Linked DNA regions of Sus scrofa: region 1 is linked to region 2. The links are chromatin contacts, called in public Hi-C maps. All regions are on one chromosome and are shown on one strand. The core of a region is the stretch at or near the end of the contact, and the rest is flanking DNA. Distances in the headings are between cores, read along the strand shown.

Region 1 (6,501 bases), core at 3,075-5,574, 510 kb after region 2:
ATTGCAAATTTAATACTTAGAATTACTAAATTATTTGTGTTATATCCATTCTCATTAAAAGACAAAAATTAAAGAGTTCCTGCTGTGGCACAAGGGATTAAGGATCCAGCATTGTCTCTGCAGCAGCTCAATTCACTGGTAAAGCATAGTGTTCGATTTCCAGCCCAGCACAGTGGGTTAATAAAATGTGACATGAGTCGCGGCTGTAGCTTGTATTCAATCCCTGGCCTGGGAACTTCCATATGCTGTGGGTGTGACCAGAAAAAAATAAATAAAAGATAAAAATTAATTCATAAGTTTCATTGAATTAAAAAATATTGATTCACTTTTTATATAAAGTATATATATCAAAACTATATAAAGGAGTTCCCATGATGGTGCAGTGGAAACGAATACGCCTAGGAACCATGAGGCTGCAGGTTCAATCCCTGGCCTTGCACAGTGGGTTAAGGATCCGGTATTGCCATGAGCTGTGGTGTAGGTTGCAGACTCAGCTCAGATCCTGCGGCTCGGATCCTGTGTTGCTGTGGGTGTGGTGTAGGCCGGCAGCTATAGCTCCAATTCAACCCCTAGCCTGGGAACCTCCATATGCCGCAGGTGCAGCCCTAAAAAGCAAAAAAAAAAAAACTATATAGAGAACAGAAAAACCAAATTTCTGTTTTACTTTACTGGTTTTCCAGCTTGACTAGAAACAATCCTTCGGGGCAGTCACTGTGATGTGAGAGAGCTAATGGAATAAAACCACCAATTACACATTAACACAATTTAGGAAATACATAATTAAAGAAGAGGAAAACTGATTAAAAAAAAAAACTAACTAGCAGCATCACAGAGTTCTAATCCACATTCATAATAGTAGTCTGAGAGTAAAATATAAAAGTCTTATAAACATCTTAGAATTTAAATTTATCATCAGTATTCATTGTTCAAATATTTGTTAATGCAGAAAGAGATTCATAGTATAGTCAATGAAGAAAAAGCAGGATAAAAATCAGAATGTATAATTATGAGGGTTAGGGAAATAAAACTTTGCATGCATAGGAAAACAGACAGGGAAGTCTACACCAAAATGTTAAGAAATACCATCTCTATGCAGAATTATCAATGATATTTGCTTTCCTCATTATACTTTCTTGTACTTTAAGAAATTTTAGAAATAAGCACAAATGGCTTTTATAAGTGGGGGGGGATTAAAGCTATATTAAAAAAAAATAGAAATACAGTCTCATCAGAGTCTGAAAAACATTTTCCCTTTGGCAATAAAATGAGATAATCAACTTCGTTGGTCATACCACACCTTCAAAATTAGCAGGTATTTCTCCTCTCCTATTATAAAGCATTCATGCTAGAGCTTTTCCGTGGGCAATAAAAACAGAAAAGTTGATAATTTAAATTGATTCATTTCACCACCATCTCTATCCATTTGTACCACTTCCTATAAAATTCACTATGGTTTTTCTTTTTAAATGATTAATCAATTAATTTTTTTAATATTTACTGAAGAGTCAACCAGGTATTGGGCACAGATGCTAGAAATTACAGTAAACAGCACAGGTTCTTCATCTAACCTCATATAATTTATACTCATACCAAGAAAAGAAGATGTTAAACAAATAATCCCAACATAATAAATACTGAAAAAGTACAAGACGTCACAGGAGCACATAAAACACAGAATCTGTCAGAGCTTGGACATCAGGAAAGGCATTCCAGAGGAATTCTCATACGACTGATAATAACAGCAGGCTATGAGCACTTAGTGAGCAATGACCATGCACCAAGAAGCATTCAAAGCTCTTTACATTAACTCAATTAAGCCTTACCACAACCTTACCACGCAGGGAAAAACACTATCCCCATGTTCCAGACGAGGAAACTGAAACCTCAGTAAGTTAAGTAACCTGCCCAAGGTCAAAAGCTGGCAAAATAGAAAAGCTGTCCTTAAAACCAAGACAAGAGCCTATCTCAGCCACCTCCCTCTACAGTATACTGCCTCTGACCTGCACTGTGCAGGAGTTCACTAAGCAACCACTAAAGGGGGGAGGGTAAAGAGAAAGAGGACAGGTGTGTGGTGATAACCAGGGCTTGGTATACACAGACTACCAGATGCAATATCCTTGAGATAAAAACAGAAGGTACATGATCTGGCAAAAACAACCAAAAATTCAGAATACAGAAGCATAGAAAAAAGGGGTATAGCATGGCTTGAGACTAGAGAAGTAATCAAGAACTTGGTGTTTAATGAAAACTATTTTTAACTTTATTCTAAAAAGTGGAAAGCCCCTGATATGAGAAACAGAAACCACATGGGTAATTCAAACACACGAGATATAATAGAGGAAACAGGTTACATGGATATTGGAAAGCTGAAAAGGTAACAAAGGAAGATGAAGTTAATCTAGAGATGAGTAACTTGGGAAGCACTGCCCCCCAGAGGGCTGCAGGAACAGAACAGAAGGGGTGTGTTATCAGGAGCCAAGAGCTTGGAGGTAGGGCACTGTGAGGTCTGAAAGATGGTGGGGAAGTCCATGGGGCTGAGGACTCAAACCTCTAAGGAAGTGGCACCATACTGCAAATGGACCTCTAAGGAGAGGAGCCCTGCAGCTCAAGTATCTATCTCTTCGGAGGAGGAGATCCAGAGGGAGGATGCTCTAAGTGCGGAGAGGACAGAGGGTAATGGGTGAGGAAATACTGGCAGCACTCATCTGCCTGGGACACCTCGTCCAGAGCTGGTACCCATGAGTGGGAGCAGTACGGCTAGTCCTGGGAATGTCACAAGGAGCTGGAGACCAAGTGAGAGTTGTCATGGGCTGCTGGAGAGACAAGGAAACCAGAAACAAAGGAAGTCCCTTCCCTTGACTTCCAAATTCCTGCCAGTGCTCCCAGCAGTAAATTCCAACAGGAAGCGAGCTGGCAAGGGAGTCTGAGAAATGCAGATTGCAGAGTCTCCTACTACAGTTTCAAAGAGTGGACCAGAGCTGAGAAAGAGTAGGTAAATAAAGAGCAGACCACTGAAAGCCTTTCTGCAAACTAGCAATATAACCTGATCTGCATTTTTAAGAGTTCACCCTCACATAAAGTATACTCCTAAAGGGTAGGAACCAATCTGAAGACCAGAGAAATTACGAGGCTTCCATAGTACAAGCGGGACTACAGTGGCAACGATAAGTCAGAGGTAAGTGGATACATTCAATACATTTGAGAGGTAGACTGACAGGACAACGTGCTATTGATTGGCTACAGGGCCGAGGGAAGAGACGCTGAGGATGACTTCCAAACTTTGGGCAGGAGGAAGGGGGAGGCCTGCATTTGCCGAGCTATGGCGCGATGGAAGAGGAAGGAGTACCTGTTCAGTTAAGTTAGGGAGGAGTGACAGACAGGATATGGACATGGATATTTTCACTTTTACACTGGAAACCAAAAGGCCCAGATATTCTCTTTCCTTGTCTTAGCAAGTTGGAAACAGGCTCGGGATCTAAGTCAGACAACCTAACGCTCCTTCCCAAAACTTTTAACTTGAGTGACAGTGAAGCACAGGAATAGCTGAAAAATGATTCAGTGTGAGAGCAGAGGCATTGTCAGCAAAGTGCCAACAGTGGCTTCCTACTCAAAGTGTTCCTATGCTTGACCTTGGCTCAGGTTCTTGCTGCCTGGCTTCCCTTGATTCCTAGCCATTTTCTGAGACTGGTTCTCCTGAGAGCCTTCCAATTTATTCCTTTGCCTAAATTAGCCAAAGGTGATTTCTGCTGCTGACAGTCAATGTAATAATGCTAATAGATGTGCTGGTTCTTTTTTTTTTTTTTTTTTTTTTTCATTTTGCCCGCTATATACAGCTGAATTCAAGTATGTTACATATGCCTATGACGTAACCCGCCCATAATGTCCCCCAACCTATCCTCAATCCCAACAGTTACATGATACCATCATTTTACATAATAACATCATGCCAAGAGATATGTCATCTGTTTCCTGTCCTTCAACAGAGATAAGTGTATAATGTCAAGTCCTGAGTTTACCTTCCCTTTGTATATTTCCCTCCTAAGAACGCACTGTCAAATATCTACTGTTTCTCTACCAGCTACATTTCCTCTCATTTCTATTCCCAATAGAATTAGTACACAGTCCCTGAAACCTAATTCTCAAGGTTGCAGAGATATATAGATACAGAGTCAGGTATATTAAAATTTCTTATAAAGAAATTTCAGTTTAGAGTCACTTCCCCACATACAATTATAAACCTTCCTGACATTAGAGCAGCTGGTCAGACTCTGCCCCCTTCTCACCAACACCTGTCAGAGCTTATTCCAAAAATGAAACAAGAACAGCTGACTTGCTAAACCCCAGCTTTCTTCCTTCGCCATGGGTGCTTATGCACACTTTGCCTTTTTCTCTCTCTAGCTCACCGCTCAGCAAATTTTATCTCTGGTAATCTCTTTTGCAAAGTATATCCAAGTCCCCTTTAACTCATTTTTCCCTCATTTCTTTAAACTCAAAGAAAAAGGAAATTTATGTTATATATATTTTACAATATTTTAATGAAAAAACATTTTCCTCCTTTTCACCTCATTCACATAGTTCCAATAATGAACCTGAGAAAGCTCTGATGAAGGCTAGTGACACATCTGTATCAAGCAAAATTAAGTTTTTTTAAAGTCATTAAGTTTTTGATCCACCTAGACAAAATAATCAGTGTCACAGAGTCCCCTCAGGAATTAAGCAAGCTTTATAGGCTTGGGAACCTAACAATCATTCAGACTAGAATTCTATGGAAATACAACCTAAAGTCCACCAACATATACTAAGAAATCTCAGAAGAAAGACTTCAGATAACTTTAAACATCATTGTTTGCACTGCTTCCACGAAAAGACCAATACCTGATGATAAAACAATGTAATCCTACACACAGCCTTTACTTTCAAACATAATGGCTATAATCTATTTATCTGACACAAATAATAATTCAACCTTGAAAACAAAAACTATTTGAAAGAGAAGTGAAACTTTACCTTATTTCATCCTCCCAGAAAGAACTCATATTAAGTTCACTCTTATTTTCACAGTAACAAATTAAAGAGAATACGCACACAAACAGTAACATCACCACCACCAAACCTTTTTAAAATTTTTTATCTCCACTCTTAACAATCACTGAAATGAAGACAGAGTCCTAACATATTCTTCACATAACTGGGATGACACAGTTCTCTTCATCAAAAACTATCAAAATTTTCATTCAACATTATAATAGATTCCAACCCAACAGGTATTTTTATCTTGATTTATTGATCCTATAAGCACATCAGACTTCTTCAAAGGGGTTAGATCCTTTTCAATCTTCCTATCACATCAATTTAAAGTCATGAAACAGATGTGATTAAAGTTTTATAATCTTAAATTCACCTTAAGCCCACAGCTTCATTCTACTATGTGATCACTTACAAACACAACAGTATTTAAACAAACAACATGTATTATTTAATTTTAAGTTGCAAAGCCCATACACTTCCCCATCAGTTTAATGGTCAAACTTTTCTGACCAGCCTTTGATCTTAGAGCGTTAATTGTATATTAAATGGCAGGCCAGGAGTTCCCGTCATGGCTCAGTGGTTAACGGATCTGACTAGGAACCATGAGGTCACAGGTTCGATCCCTGGCCTTGCTCACTGGGTTAAGGATCTGGCATTGCTGTGAGCTGTGGTGTAGGTCGCAGACACGGCTTGGATCCCGAGTTGCTGTGGCTCTGGCGTAGGCTGGCGGCTACAGCTCCGATTCAACCCCTAGCCTGGGAACCTCCATATGCTGAGGGAGAGGCCCTAGAAAAGGCAAAAAGACAAAAAAAAAAAGAAAAGAAAAGAAAAAAAAAAAGCAGGCCAAAAGCATGTCACTGAACATTTGAACAGTTTGCCAATATTTAAATGTCTTCTACTTAGGCATAGTCATCTTTATTTTATATGTTGTTTATACAGCCAATGTGTTACATTCATCCAAGCTTTGTTTAAGTTTGGTACTTGGTAAACTCTGTCCATGGAAAAATCATCAGTCAAAAGACTAACTTTTATTTCAACTTGGGTAAATACAAATAAATCTAGAAGCCCTCGGGATATCTACCATTAAAAAAAATTACCTCTAAGTCTTCTCACTAAACCTCAGAAAACCCTTTAAGTCTTCTCACTAAAACACCATGTATGCCTAATTCTATTAATAGAGAGTAATAATTTTCAAAGCATATATGTTTCTATCTCAAGAAACCCCCTTCAACCTGCAAGACTTAATTTTATGGAAAGCTTAAAAATCAACACAACAAAAGAATCTGGCAAGACACAGGGCCCAGTATCAATTTCTAGATTCTTCCCTCCCACTCCACAGAATTAATGATACTAATACAAATAATCAAGTGTATAATAAGACTTAAAGCAAATTTGTTCCAAACCATCCAATGATTTAAAATTTTAACTTGCTTACCTTATTTACATGAAGCACAATGGTACCGATGCTATCAT
Region 2 (6,602 bases), core at 3,871-6,370:
AGCCATGTTAAACGCATCTACCAATGTTTAGGGATGCCATCCTGGCATCTTTGCAAGATTCTTAGAACAAACGAAACTGGAACAGATTTCCACTATCCTGGAAAATAAGAACAGCCTTGTTTTGATTCGAGGTGGCTACTTCCTTTTGCCTTGAGTCTTCCATGTCCATCTGCACAGCTGCCTTGAGCTTGGACATGTCCCCAAATTTGTACTATTTATTTGAAATCTGATTCATATGTTCAAATATATAGAGATAACATATCTCAATTACTATTCCTGTCTTGATATACATCTATGAAAAAGTTTATTTTGTATACATATCTAAAAGTGAATTTATACATCCTGGTCCTCTCAAATGATGCAGTATATAACGTGACACTATATATACTCTGGATAACATTTATTGTTTCTTTTAGTCCAGAAAATATCTGGGAGAAATCTGAGTCGATCTGTAATGTGTTATGAAGTTAAACCAAATCTAATCTAAGAATATACAGATTAGTGAATTAAATGGTTACCACAACATTAAACGGCAATGCAGCTACACAGTGTTGAATTCTCCAATCCCTCAAAAACATCATCTGTGCAGTTATAATATAAAGTTAACCATATTATGAGAACACGATTAGGAAAGAGCTGGCGATCCAGGGAGGGAGGGAATCATGAAGTTAAAATGCTGCCAATACAAAATACATCCTTTAGTTTTGATTTTCTCTTACTCTTTAACTTCTTGACCAACCTTTAGTCAAGAAAAGAGAAAGAGTTTTCAGCCCTTAAAAACATAGATATGCCATATATAAACCTGGCATAGTTTTCCAAACAATGTTGGGTCCAGGTCGTTTCAGAGCCCAAAGCAGAGTTATAAATAATTTAAAGCCAAAGGCTGGTTTAACTCTTAACTTGTTAGCTCAATTAGAAAAGGATGAACACAAAAATGAGAGAGACAGACTTACACTGGTAGAGACACGACATCTCTTTCTGCAGGAATGAAAAGCTCTCATCAGTGTGCTTCATGTAACTGAGCTAACGTAATTACCCCAGGAATAACAGGCAGCAAACTAACAGACAGGCTCCATCTTCCTAACCAGATTCAAAACGCTATAACCAAATCTTGTTTTACTCATCGTGTGCTGTTAGGTATTTCCAAATTCAATTTATTACTCTTTTTTTGCAGCATTCCTGGAGAGCTAATTTTGAGAAATAATCCCTTTCCTTATTAAGCCAACTGTTTTCTGGGAAGAAACATTTGGTAAGCGTGGTGAACCATAAACTGCTATTATAAGTTCCATTTCATAATAGTTTATTCTTACACAGCCGAGTATTCCAATGCGAATTCCACGTACTTCTATGCAAGACAACCCAGGAGCCTGTCTAAATTTCCTGGTGGTTAATTTTAATTCAGAGTCAAAGCAAAGAAGAATGTCACACGATTGTTTTGAAAGAGTTTTTCAGGCTTTGCCTTGGTAATTAATAAGCTGACACTGCATACTAAACACTTATCAACAACATCAATGGGGCTGCTTCTTTCGTGAGAATATAGGTAAACCGATTCAAAGAGTTTTCTTTTGGAAAAGGACTGTAACATGCCACAAATACACAGTGGTTCTTCTGGAGAATTTCATTCGCAGCAGTTTCGTCTTGGTAACATTTAACAATTTCACTATTTTAACATTTTGAAATGCCAAAAAGAACACACTGATCCCTGCAGCTAGGCTTATTAGAGAAGAACAATCTCACAGGCGAGACAGGGAGGCACACAGTCCACTGGGAAAAGGGTAACAGGAAAAGACAGAAAACAGTGGATAACAAACAAAGCCCAGCACTACTCCAACGTGAGATCGGATTGTCACCAGGAGGTGAAACTTCACAGGCCAAATTAAATAATATCACCTACGGCTTATTGAAGGGACTAGGCATAACATTCTTTTTATATGCATATATACTGATGCTATCTATTAAAGGGGGGGCATGAATCTAATTTGCCTTCCTAACAATGAGTATGCAAGCATAGTAATTTTATTTTTGAAAGGTCAGAACTGAGCATTTGCCCCTGTGGCATCATTTTACCCCCCAGGAGACTCAGAAACACAATGAGACCTCTCCCCATCAGACACTCAATACATACCTCAGCCAGGATTGCTCCTCTCCTGGAGTGGGGAGACATCTTTGGAACAAAAAGAGTCTGTTTACAATAAGTTCTCTTGATAACCTAAAATGGATTAGTTTTTTAAAACCACGTCCAAGCTTCCTGCCCAACTGTGATTTACTGCTACCTCCAACACCGTCTGCAGTATGCAACGTTGAAAATTCCAGAGGTGCGTGGATTCTGTTCATGTATGGATAATCAGATGATAATCTATCTCACTTAAGAAACTATGCGTAGCCTTTTTATTTGAGAAAATTGCTCTTAACTGAGTTAGAGAGCGGGGGAGGGGCAAGGAGTACGGGGGAAAAAAAGGAACTGAGAAAAAAATCAATCAGTGTATCTTCCCTTGCAAACTGTCAGTAGGATAGGATTAGAAAAGCAACACTTTAAATCAGATAAAGTCCTAGGGGAACCTTAAAGGTTGGTTGCTCTGAGCTTCTCAATATTCTGCAAAATAGATTGATGGCAGTGGTCACCCACTGATACTCAATGTCCACTGAGTTTCCCCTAAGAGACTGCATTTCCCCCGTTGTTCAAAAGATATTAACTTGGCAATAATAAAAAGGAGAAGTTATGGACCTACTAAGATATATTTCAGCACCTTTAAAACCAGTAAATCTCTTTTAATCTCTTCCTGGATTAAATACCCAAGGATGCTAAGACATTAAGAAAGCACCAACAAAGGCAAGAATACCACTTATGTGAAGGAAAATAAAAAGGATGGGAGACAATGGTTAATAGGTGACTAAATTTTTTCTCATCTCTTCAACTGAAAACTAAAATTAGAAACATGCATGTTGTTTTTAAACTTTCAAATGACCAAATGACAGTTTCTCACGTCTGTCACAGCAAACACATTTTCATTCAGGAGCTGATCCATTCGTGATTGTGAGCCTTAGCAAGAAATGTGTTTTAAAACACAACATCAACTTTTTTCACCTAATGTCTAGTTCTGTTAAATGGTTCCATCACCATTCAAATTTAGATTATCAGTTAAATGCTCTATTATTTTTCCTCAAAGAGTGGTTCCTGTAGCTGTATTTTTTCTATACCCAAAAGTTTATTATTTGTCAGACATTTCTTTATATGGCATTTAATATTTGGCTTTAGCCAGTTTCTAGGTCTGGTGCAGAGACCGATGTGTTTCTCCGGGAAGACTTACTTGCTGATACGATTTAGAGGCATTAAGCATCAACTCTAGCGCCCGTTTTCCAAACATGCACAATTACACATTTTCCACAAACAGACATCAGTGCATACAGAGAACCAGGTGCACACACATTCAATAACTAGTAAATCGTAGAAATCTCCAGAAGTAGCAAAGACCACAGTTGACAGGCTGGGGCTATACAGCTTAGTAAACACCGACGCACAATTCGCTCACACGGAATAAGAACTCCACGAAGGACACTTGGGGACCACACTGGTCAGCACCCGAGGGGGCGGGAGGCGTAAGAAGTATTTACAAACGTAACTCTGCCGGGTCTTACCCTTCGCATCCCCTGGTCCTCGGGGGAGAAGCTCCCTGGGCACCTCTCGCCCAGCGCAGGGGCTGCTCCTCTGCTAGAACGAAACGTCCCTCTGACTCTACGGAGAGCTCTGCAGGGAGCCGAGGCGCCCCGCCCGGGGCAGGGGAAGGCACTGGCGCCGCGGAAGCCAAGCAGGGGCGGAGGCGGAAAAGAAGTGGGGAAGGAAGGGGTGGCCGAGCGAGTAGCGAGAGGGAGGCGGTGCCGGTGAGGGGGTGCGGGCGAGACAGGGTGGGGTGGAGCGGGGTGTGCCTCCGTCGGTCGGTCAGTAAGTCAGTCGGTCCCCTGCCTCCCGCGGCCGCCCGCGACAGGGATCGGGCCTGGTGCTCCCTCCGCCCGCGAGCCTCGCCCCTTCCCGGGCTCCTCACTGAGTCCTCCCGCTCGCCCCGCCTGGCCCGGCTTGGGGCCGCCCGTATTCGCCAGCCCGGGCGCCCGTCGCCTCGCCCAGCTGGCTCGGTCCCTGCCTCTCCCTCCGCTCGCGCTCTGTCTCTGGCTCCCTCTCGCTCCGGTCCCATTTATGAAGCGCGGTCCCATCACGTGTTAATGAGCCTTTGTCCTGCCCTGGCAGCGGCGGCAGCACAGACCCCGCCGAGGGAACTGCGCGGGGAGGGATCGGCGCGCGGCACGGCGCGGCGCCTGTGGCTCCAAACTTTGCCGGCGCGGGGGACACGCCGCGGCGCCGGCCCCGGGGCCAGAGGGGCGAGCCTCTCTGGTCCACCTCACCTACTTCTCTTCCTCCTCCTCCTCTTCCGCCGCCGCTGAGGTCCTGGGGGCCCCCATTGCCATGACCTGGCTCTCATCCCGGATGCCCTCACACCCTGGAGGAGCCAAAAAGGGGGTCGTGCCTGCGCTGCCCCCGACCTCGGGTCCATTAATCTCTTGCGCCCCGGCAGCGCGCAGCGCCAATACCTTGCGCGGGGGTCACGTCTGGGCCAGAGGGCTGAGCCGGAAGGGAAGGGGGAGCGGGGAGGGGGGCAAGGCAGCGGTGCGCCGGGCCGGGGGGTGCGGCCTCCAGCCCACCCTACCCCAGCTCTGGGCCGCCCCCGCGGCGGGAGCCATGAGCCGGGCCCGGGGGCCGGAGAAGCCTGCGGACCGCGCCGCGCAGCCCCCGAGCTGTTTGCTACCTGGGCGGCGGCCTCGTGGCCACCTGTCCTCTGCCCTCGGGCACCGCCTGGCTCCGTGCCGGGTGCATCCTCCAGCTCCCGCCGTCCCCGCCCGGCGCGGACCACTCGGGCTCGCCCCACCCGCCCGGCCCCGGCTGCAAACAGTTGGGCTCCGTAGGCGGCTGGCTCTGCGCCTCCGTCCCTGGCGCGCCCCCTCCCCAACCGCCCAGGGGGCCAACTCCTCGCACCTTCTCGCTGGAGGAGGACTCCCCCCTCTAAGGCCGGGCGGGGGGCGCCCGGGACTCGGGGGCAGCAGCCGCAGGCGCCTGGGGATCCGCGGTGAGCCCGGCAGCCTCGGCAGGAATTAGGGGACATGCTCGTTAATTGGTTCCACTATCAGCCACCGTCTGCCTCCCGTGTGCACGGATCAAACCTTAATTGGTCTTTACATTTATCATGGTGAATTGCGGACCTACAAACAAGCCCCAGCCGCTGCTTCAGCAGAAAAGGCACTCCCCCTCCTCCCCGGGGCCCGGGCAGGATTGTTGAGGCGGCGATCCTGGTCATTCAGACATCTTTATCTCTCTGGAGTTGGGTCAGGGGAGAACTGCATGGTTTCCACCTGATGGAGCCACATCACTCTGGCCCTTAGAGAACCGCCGAAGACACATGGTTTGGTTCCCAAGCTCTTCTTTCTGTGGCCACCTCAGTGTTCATTTTATGACACCCTGCTGGGGATCCAGCAAATTCGGCCCCATTCCTCATCCTGCACCTGCTCTGGTACAGACCTCCACTCTCCTCTTCCCCAAGCCCAGAGCCTAACGGTAACAGATCTGGGCCCCATATTTGGATACGTGGTGAGAATTCGGAAAAGCGAGCCTCTCAAAGAAGGAAGAAAAATTGTTGCCGAGGAAGCCCAAGGATGGTGGGTCCAGAAGCTTGGAGGAGGGAAGCCTGTTAAGCGCCTTTTGGCAGCAGCAGGCCAAATCATAGAAAGGCTCAGAGGACTGCTAAGGTCTTTGAAAATCCCCCTAGACTGCTTTAGGTTAGAAAAGTATTTCCCATTTTCCCATGAAGGAAATGAGATAGAGTTCACGGATGAAATGATCAATTTCTACTAGTTAGGTAGACGGAGTAAGTTATAAACAAAGATCTGATGGACCCATCTATCAATGGGTAGATGTGGGATTAGCGCTGGGCATTAAACTGATGCTTCGGGCAGAGCCTGCTCAAGTCAGAAGAAGCCGACTTCCATCTAGTTGCACTGCAGAGGCAGCTTCACCCAGAGATTTAAAAGGGGGTTGGGGAACCCTTAAGCATTTGCTTCTTCTTCTTTTTTTTTTTTTTTCTTTTTAGGGGTCATGGTTGTTAATTTTACCTTCAACTCACATCCTTGGCAGGAGGAAGTATTCACCAAGTTTTGCCCTCCTTGTGACCTTATGGACTCTGATTTTTCCAAGTGACCTGGTGACTTGACAAGAATTAACTTCAAACTCTGCCACTTCCTGGTAGTATAGGTTCGGATGATTGCTAGTAATTAAAAGAAAGGGCCTAGACAGCTCTTCTTCTGGCTGTGATGAGGTCATCTTTCAGGTGACGGGAAAAGCTAGGAAGCTGGACTCCTGGGAAGCTTTTAGGCAACAGAATTTCACATGGGATGGGGGCACCTTTTCCTGTAGCCTGGTGATCTGTGCTCTTGGGGTGGCTGGGCTGTTTAGCATCCCTCAGGCACACAGCACTGACACATCCCGGGGGTGCCCCCTTATATGGACACATCAAATCTAAAAGTGGAAGCCACTTATAACCTATGGAAGGATCCCCATGGAA

Evidence for each region. A called contact is a pair of places that touch in the nucleus more often than the background predicts.
Region 1: a Hi-C map of fetal skeletal muscle shows a contact between it and region 2, with 1.6 times the contacts expected there. The contact joins the enhancer-like site here to the promoter of CNR1 in region 2. A contact is called at or near these places in 5 of 47 Hi-C or Micro-C datasets (embryonic fibroblasts, fetal heart ventricle, fetal skeletal muscle and 2 more).

Annotation. Positions count from the first base shown.
Region 1 is chr1:57,000,132-57,006,632 of Sscrofa11.1, forward strand. All of the region lies in intron 8 of RNGTT (mRNA-capping enzyme), which reads right to left. Among named protein-coding and RNA genes, the nearest start is that of RNGTT, 59 kb to the right of the region's middle. Within about 2 kb of position 4,325, at least 2 of the 83 cell types and tissues checked have an H3K27ac peak or open chromatin away from gene starts, as enhancers often do. A contact at or near this core is called in fetal skeletal muscle and skeletal muscle, where this site is marked.
Region 2 is chr1:56,488,155-56,494,756 of Sscrofa11.1, forward strand. It overlaps CNR1 (cannabinoid receptor 1), which reads right to left and starts at 5,121. Exons shown (of 2, transcript XM_021089914.1): 1 at 5,024-5,121.